2 separate regions of the Macaca mulatta genome follow, and region 2 is linked to region 1. The links are chromatin contacts, called in public Hi-C maps. All regions are on one chromosome and are shown on one strand. The core of a region is the stretch at or near the end of the contact, and the rest is flanking DNA. Distances in the headings are between cores, read along the strand shown. Region 1 overlaps LOC114671954 (a long non-coding RNA gene). Region 2 has its middle 46 kb from the start of VPS54.

Region 1 (3,838 bases), core at 808-3,307:
ACTAGTGGAGACGCTCATAAGGTTGTGGGCTGCTTGAGGGCAAGGGCACCCTCTTATTCGTCTTTGTGTGAATGGCACAAAGTAGGTGTTTGGTAATGTCTGCTGATTACTGAAGTGCTGGCACGATGCCTAAGGGAAGAGAAGCACCGATTAATCTAGTGCTGGCTTCTCACACCCTGCTTTGATTGGGGGCAATGGCAATGGCAATGTTAACCTCAAAAGGTGTGTGGTGCTTTACAGTGTACACAATGCGTCAGTCTACAATGTTCATTCTGCAAGATGATTTTTATCCCCATTAAAAGGAAAATAAGCAGAGGCGCAGGGAAGTTAAGTGACTTGCAATGCTGCAGATTGATTTGAAAGCACTGGCACTGGAGTCAGTCAGATGGGTTTGAGTCCTAACTCTACCTTGAACTAAGTAGTTACCATGTGGCTATGTGGCACTGAGCTAGGTCCTTACACCCTAGAAACTCCACTTTCCTCATGAGTAAAATCAAGATGATGATGATGGCACCATTTACATAGGATTGTCTTGAGGATTAAATGAGATTATGCATATAAAGCATAAGGCACATAGTTAGTGCGCAGTAAATATTGGCATTTGCTAGTGGTCATAGAGCTGGAGCTCTGGTTGTCTGACTTTAGTCAAATATTCTTTGCCCAGATTTGAAGCCTGTGATCAGCACATTTATATTGAACAAATGCACAGCAGAATATTGAGAAGGAATTTATGACAATATTTACATAAAGAGTTGGCATTTGCATTGATGAAACCAAAAACAGAGCCCTCAGAACTGACCAGGGAGAAGAACCATGGATGTCTCTGAGGAACTTGGGTCCTTCTTTCAGACCTGGGAAAGGATGGTCCCTGCTGCCTATAACTATAATGTTCAGCACAGTGACCTTGACTTGGAGTCACCAACTGATTTCAGTTATGGTTTGAGGCACCACTGGAGAATGGGATATCGCTCATTTGTTTAACAAACACTTCTTGGGCACCTGCTGTGTGCCAGCCACTGTGCTGTGAGTCAGGATGTGATGGAGAGCAGAAGAGGCAGTGCCTGTGGCTGCATGAAGTCCCCAGTCAGGTAAGAACACTGGAGGGGCTGCTCTCAGCCTTGAGAAACTCAGCAGCCAAGGAGCCACGCCCCTGGTGGGTCAGCGGACCACTCAGACAGGTAGTGACCAGGCTCTGTTATAATTTATTTTCTCTTAATGGTAAAGTTGTGAGCAAGTCTCAACTCCCATTTCTTCTTAGAGAAAATATAGGCAAGAAGTGGTCACAGAAATAGAGCTAGAGAGGAGTCCTTTTTTTGGGTAGGGTCCTAGGATCCATGAAAACATCTCCAAATGGCAGATGGTCTGGAGGGAGAATCCCATGCCTCATCCTCATCTAATCGGATCATCTGTCTTTTTAAATACTATCCTAAAGGATATGTGTCTTGGCTGGATGAGACAGTGGAAGAAACCCGTTTGATTTTCTTGATGGGACTTCTCTCCCTTCAATGTAGATTCACAGAGAAATGATGGTTTAATAGAGAGATCTAAATTACCCAAAATTAACAACTTGACATTTATGGTGTTAGCTTCATAACTACTGATAGAGAGACAACCAGAGCTAAAGCATTGGCTTTTGGGCCCTCCTTCGAGGATAATATGCTTATTTCCAAAGGAAATGCATCCTCCCATCCAGGTCACATCTTCTGGCTGTCCCAAAGCCAGCACTGGAGCTGGCAGAAGGGATTGAGGTATGATTTGTGTCATGCCTTTTTATTTGTCAGACCAGAAAATGCCATACCTGACTCATTGAGTCAGCTTGGGGATCAAATGAGATCATATATGTAAAACAGCAGAGTGCCCGACTTGTGACAAAGACTTAACATTTGCTAACCATTTGGAGTGGATCTCTAGCACTCCTATCTCCTTTGGGGAACAGTCCCCCTTCCATTCCACACTGCCTTGGTGGGCATGGTACCCTTTCTCCTGAATGCAGCAAGAGAGAGTTAGGCCCACAAACAAGGACATGCAGAGATGAGAATGGGATGGACAGAGAGAGGGTCCTGGCATGTATGAGAACAGACATGGTTCCTAAATCTCAGATTCCTGTACCTCCTTTTTCAATTCTGAGTCACCTTGGGCCAAGCCACAAAGGTGAGCAAAGAGTTTCCATTTTACTTAAGCAGGCTGAGTTGAGGTTCCATAATTTACCATTGGTCCCATGAGGATGTGAGGGCATGATGCCATAAGTCCACGTGGCAGGAGAACCAGGTGGACAGTAACCTTTTAGGTGCCCACAACTGAGAAGTGAGAATGTTCTCAGAGCACCCCTGGGTCTTAGTCACTGACATTTCAACAGGCTGCAAAACATCTTTCACCTGCCTCTTAACTGCCCTCTGTGAGTTACATATTGTGGCTTACCACCGAAAGTGACACCTCCCTTCTGAGTCTCAAAGACAGCAAGTCAAGCTGAGAACTTGGAACTGTGTATTAGTGAGAGGAACCTCCCACTGGTTTAGATCAGGGAGGACATCCAGTGGTCTGCTCAGGTCAGTCATGCCCCAGGCCAGCAGCTGGAAGGACAGCAGAGTGGGCTCAGTGAGCAGTGACTATAACCCAGAAAACAGATGTTAATCTCAAGGGCAGTCTCTGGGCATCCTGCATCTTTGGACCCCCCGGGCTGAGTGCTGCATCAAGGAGTCTGAAGTTCTTTAAGGTCCCAGTGAATGGAATGGAATCTGCCCCAGCTGGCAGCATGTCCCTGGCTGTACTAAATGAGATTCTGTGGGGTATGGGGAAAGGCACGAGAACTTTAGGCCCCTGAGGTCAGGGAGACACAGCCAAATAGCTCAGATACAAGTGTCTTGGCAGGCACAGAGGGGTGTAGCAGTGAGGTGAGTGGAGGGTGGGGTGCATTTTTTGCTAGTGTGCCCAGTTTTATTGACAAAAAAGGTAGCAGCTGAGCAGGACCTTGACCAACTGGTGGGATGCAGGATGAGGAGGATGAGTGATATGGGCAAGATGTGGTCCTGGGCCAGCACCATCAGCATCATCTGGGAACTTGTTAGAAAGGCAGAGTCACGGCCGGGCGCGGTGGCTCATGCCTGTAATGCCAGCACTTTGGGAAGCAAGGTGAACAGATCACTAGGTCAGGAGATCAAGACCATCCTGGCTAACATGTAAACCCCGTCTCTACTAAAACACCAAAAATTAGCCGGGTGTGGTGGCATGTGCCTGTAGTCCCAGCTACTCAGGAGGCTGAGGCAGGGGAATCGCTTGAACCCGGGAGGTGGAGGTTGCAGTGAGCCTAGACTGGGCCACTGCACTCCAGTCTGGCAACACAGGACCAGGCGGGCAAGGCAGGCAGGCATCTGATTGCAGGATCCCCAATACCAGATTTTAGAATCATGTCATTTTTCCATACCATTGAGAAGCTCCTAAAAGTTTTTGAAGAAGAGTGAGTCATTCATTTATTCACTCAGCTAATATTTACCAAGCACCTACCACGTGCCAGGCCCCACACTGGGCACCAGGATCCAACAGTCAACATGCCCATATTAGCTCAGGGCAACTTTTAAGCAAGGGCTTATCTAGAGATGAGATTGCTATTGTCTGTCTTTTCCATCTGATTTGCGAATGGAACATACACCTGCTGTGCTCTCAGAAATAACTCTGCTGCTTATCTGACAGAAGCGCTTCAGTTGAGCATTTATGGAAGTTTCTAACAATGGTGATGTGAATGGATGGCAGAAAGCAGGCGCGTGCGCACACGCAGTTTTGAAGGGCTGGGGGCCAGTGGGAGAACGCATTCTTTCAGGTCTGTGTTGCTTGCCAGGGAGTT
Region 2 (4,229 bases), core at 918-3,417, 270 kb before region 1:
ATATTGCCAGGAATAGACGCATTTTAAAAAAGGACTCTAGGATAAAAATATAGAGCTCTAACGGTAGAAATTATGGACACTATGAACCAGGGATGGAGAAGGATGTTTGATCTTGTTTATTCTGATCAAGATGAGGCTTAATTTTTCTGCACCTTTATTCAAAACATGTAACTCAGAGCAGATTTTTTTTTTTTTTTTTTTTGAGACAGGGCCTCACTCTGTCACCTAGGCTGGAATACAGTGATGCTATGATCACAGTTCACTGCAGCCTCAACTTCCTGGGCTCAAGCAATCCTCCCACCTCAGCCTCCCAGAGAGCTGGGACTACAAATGTGCGCCACCACACCTAGCTAATTTTTTTGTAGAGATGGGGTTTTGCCATGTTGCTCAGGTTGGTCTTGAACTCCTGGGCTTAAGCAATCTTCCTGTCTTGCCTTCCAAAAGTGCTGGGATTACAGGTGTAAGCCACCACGCCCAGTACCCAGGGCAGAATGTTAAAGTCCTTGCTTCAGTGTTTATACACCTGTTCAGGACTTTCCAGAGTATCAGTCATTCAAAATTTTAAAGCACCTATCAAAGAGAGCTTAGTTTTCAGTCTTGAAAGTCCAAGAAATACTTAAAGATTGTTGGTGGTTATTTTATAGCACACCCAAAAAGATCTTTCACATTGTTTCTCTTTCTACCACTTGCCTCTGATCAGGGCTGCCTCCTCAGCCACACTTCAAATGAAAGAAATCAAGTAAACAACTTTTAGCAATCAGGAACCCTAAAATAGCAGGCGATCTGCCGCGGGTTAAGCACACACCAACACACGTGCAAACCAGTCAAATTTTGTACCCGGCAAATAAGGCTAACAATTGATATTTTGACCGACTTGATTATTTGAAAAAACTGCTTTTCTGTGACATAAATATAGATGTTAGTTCTGTTTTGCAGCTAAGTATCTCACGAGAAAGCCACATTAATCTGAATGATTTCCTGACCTAGAAATTAATATTCCCTAGCAAAGAAATAAAATGGTATCCACTGGTGCTTGTGGAGTTAAAAAAAATACTGTCTTCCTCCTTCCCTCCCTTGGTTGACATTAGTTGGTTTCAGTCCACAAATATTTACTGAGTGTTTACGATGTGCCAGGCAACTGTTTAATGCTAGAAACACAGTGCTGAAAAAGACAAAGCAAGTCCCTGTTTAAGGCAGTTGCATTCTAAGGGAAGGGGGATATGCAATAAACATGTAAACAAACAAATAAATAATACAATTTCAGGAACTAAGGACTATGAAGAAAATAAAGCGGAGTACTATGGTAGATGGTACCTGGGGTGTGGTGTGGCTGCTCCGTGACATCTGAGTTGAGACCTGAAGGCTGGGAAGGGGGCAGCAGTGTGAGAATCTGGGGAAGAACTCTGCTAGCAAAGAAACAGTAGGTGCAAAGGACCTGGGGTAGAAACGAGCCTTGTGTACTCTGTGCTTGAGGGCAACAAGATGGGCAGTGTGGCTAGAGGCAAGTAGTTAGAGGGAAAGCTTGGAAGGAGATAAGGCTGAACAAGAGCCAGGATGAAAGAAGCAGAGCCGGATCAGAGTGATGACAAGCTGGAGGAGGATTTAAAGCAAGGAAGCTGGGAAGGGGTGTGATCTCATTTGTATTTAATCTGGCTGCTTTGTGGAGAATGGATTATAGGAGGTCAAACACAGAAGTGGGGAGACCTGGGAGGAGCCTATGGCAGAAGTCCGGGTGACAGACACTGGCAGCTTGGCCTAGGGTTTCAGCAACAGATCACTACCGGCTCATACGGTGCCTTTGTGGAAATCAGAAAAAGGCTCCTCTTTCCCATTAGATGCCCTGATTGCAGATGGATTAAACATGAAGTGTGAAGAAAAGAGAGGAATCCAGAATGACTCAAGTTTGCACCTCAATAATTGGCTGGAGAGTTATGGAATCAATAGTTCAATTTTGATCAGGTTCACTTTCAGGACCGTGAAATTTTCCCCATGCAGCAGGTGCACCCCTGTTACAATGTGAAAACTCAGTAGCATTTGCCACACTGACGCTGGTTTCCTTTCAGCTGGCTCTGGGAAGCTTATGCTGATGTAATGGAGATAACCTTTGTGAGACGTTAAATCAGTGTATTTGCCTGCCCAGTAAGTCTTTGTCTCCGTGGCTTCCCCTGCCCTTAGTCAATGGCATGCATTGAGTCACAGGGAGAAAAAAAACCCAGCCGAGATCCGATAAGTCATCCCTTAGCTTAGAATTTCAAAATAGGATTAATTCATAGGAAGACAATAGTTTGAAATCAAGTGCTTTTGAGTGGCAAAACCCAGACTTTGTTGGAAGAAAAAAATGTATTTGTATACACTAGTGAGGCAGAACTTGGAAAAGTGCCCCTGAACAGATCATAGATACAGCCGAGAAGAACACAGGATATGATGTCAGAGCCACTTTCTCATGACTGGAAGGGAAGATAAAAGCAGCAGGCAGAGGCTGGGCGCAGTGGGTGGCTCATGCCTGTAATCCCAGCACTTGGGGAGGCCGAGGCAGGCGGATCATGAGGTCAGGAGATCGAGACCATCCTGGCTAACATGGTGAAACCCCATCTGTACTAAAAATACAAAAAATTAGCTGGGCGTGGTAGCGGGCACCTGTAATCACAGCTACTCGGGAGGCTGAGGCAGGAGAATCGCTTGAATCTGGGTGGCAGAGGTTGTAGTGAGCCGAAATCGCATCACTGCACTCCAGCCTGGACAACAAGCGAGACTCTGTCTCAAAAAAAAAAGAAAAAAAAAAACAGCAAGCAGGAAGTTGGAACATCCAGAGAGTATGAGCACAGGGTTGCCCCACGTGAGTGGAGGGTGCACTAAAGCAGAGGAGGCATGTACCCTGCTTTCTGTTTGGAACCAGGGTAACTACAGAGAAGTGGAAATGCTATGATTAGGCACAACAGGCTTGAGATAGTGATTTCTGTTCTTTGGGGTCGTGCATGATCTTTAGGAGATCCAGTGGCAGAACGACAAAGGCTAAAACGGGATGAATGGGCTGGAAGAGGCCTGGCCCTTGGGCCAAGAAGGTGTGAGGCTTATGGTCCTTGCCACTGGGAGCCATGGCTGGGGCCATGGTTGTCAGCAGTGGAAATGGTTCTAGGCCCAAAAGCCGGAGATAATTTCCTCATCAAGGGAGGCCAGGAGAGCCTGGAGGATGGCCGATAGACTTGCTCCGCCAGTTTTTCAAGACCCGAATGACATCTTAAGAAACAGAAGTGGGAGAGGAGAACTGTTGGATCAGGGAGAAACCTTGAAAGATTGAGTGATTTTCCAAGGGAAACTGTTTTAAACCTAAAGAGACTGCGTTACCTTTAATTGGCAAGACCAAGTGTTCCCACCTACGCCAGGAATGGGGGGTTTCCAGCAAGAAATCGTTATTGACAATGAAGTTACTTTTTTTTGTAAATCTGTTTTTTAGTGAGTACATTTAAACCCTGCTGCATTAGGAAGGTCTGTATTGTTATCAAATAAAGAGAACTCAGCTTGACATACCCCTGCCTCTAATGGAGAGAGGGGGAGGAAGGAGAGGGAGGGGGAAGATGGAGTCAGTGAACAGTGGTTACCTCCAGGGAAGATAACCGAGGGATAGAGAAGGAAGAAACACCTATTTCCCATGGAACGTTTTCTGTACCTTTTGCATTTTTTCCATATGTGTGCATTAACTATTCAAAAATAAATTAAAATGGGAAAAATAATTTTCTGAAATGAGAAAAATGCAGATGCACAGAATGTGATATTCAGTGTTTGGCAATTAACCTTAAATAGTTTTCATCTCACCAGAATCTCTGAGCCACTTCTCCTCATTGGACCTTGTGGTTATTCTCTTCGTTTGTGTAGGTGCTGGGTAAGCTGTCTGTCTTGCCTCTCCAGCGAGCCCATGGCCCATTTGCGATTGGTACTCCAAACACTGCACCACCGACCCTACTGGTGGCCCGCCCCATTCACAGGGGAAAACAATCCCGCTGACCCATTTGGTCTTGCCTTTCATCCTGGATTGAGGTGTGGGAAGGATAAATAAGGGTTTTTTGTTCTCACTCTGGTTATTTCCACCCCATTGGCATCGCATAGCAATGGGGAAGCAGTGGAAAGAACTTAGGTGCTGGAATCAAATTTGCTAGGGATTACCTCTGCCAGCTACTAGCTTTAGGTACCTGGGTGGGTCTCAAGTTTCTTCTTCTATACATTGGAGTAAT

Evidence for each region. A called contact is a pair of places that touch in the nucleus more often than the background predicts.
Region 2: a Hi-C map of CD4 T cells shows a contact between it and region 1, with 7 times the contacts expected there. The contact joins two enhancer-like sites. A contact is called at or near these places in 7 of 14 Hi-C or Micro-C datasets (CD4 T cells, blood, fetal cortex germinal zone and 3 more).

What each region holds. Positions count from the first base shown.
Region 1 is chr13:60,401,745-60,405,582 of T2T-MMU8v2.0, reverse strand. The region is part of intron 1 of LOC114671954 (a long non-coding RNA gene); the gene reads right to left. Among named protein-coding and RNA genes, the nearest start is that of LGALSL, 130 kb to the right of the region's middle. Within about 2 kb of position 2,057, at least 6 of the 40 cell types and tissues checked have an H3K27ac peak or open chromatin away from gene starts, as enhancers often do. A contact at or near this core is called in CD4 T cells and blood, where this site is marked.
Region 2 is chr13:60,672,184-60,676,412 of T2T-MMU8v2.0, reverse strand. No RefSeq gene overlaps it. Among named protein-coding and RNA genes, the nearest start is that of VPS54, 46 kb to the left of the region's middle. Within about 2 kb of position 2,167, at least 14 of the 40 cell types and tissues checked have an H3K27ac peak or open chromatin away from gene starts, as enhancers often do. A contact at or near this core is called in CD4 T cells and blood, where this site is marked.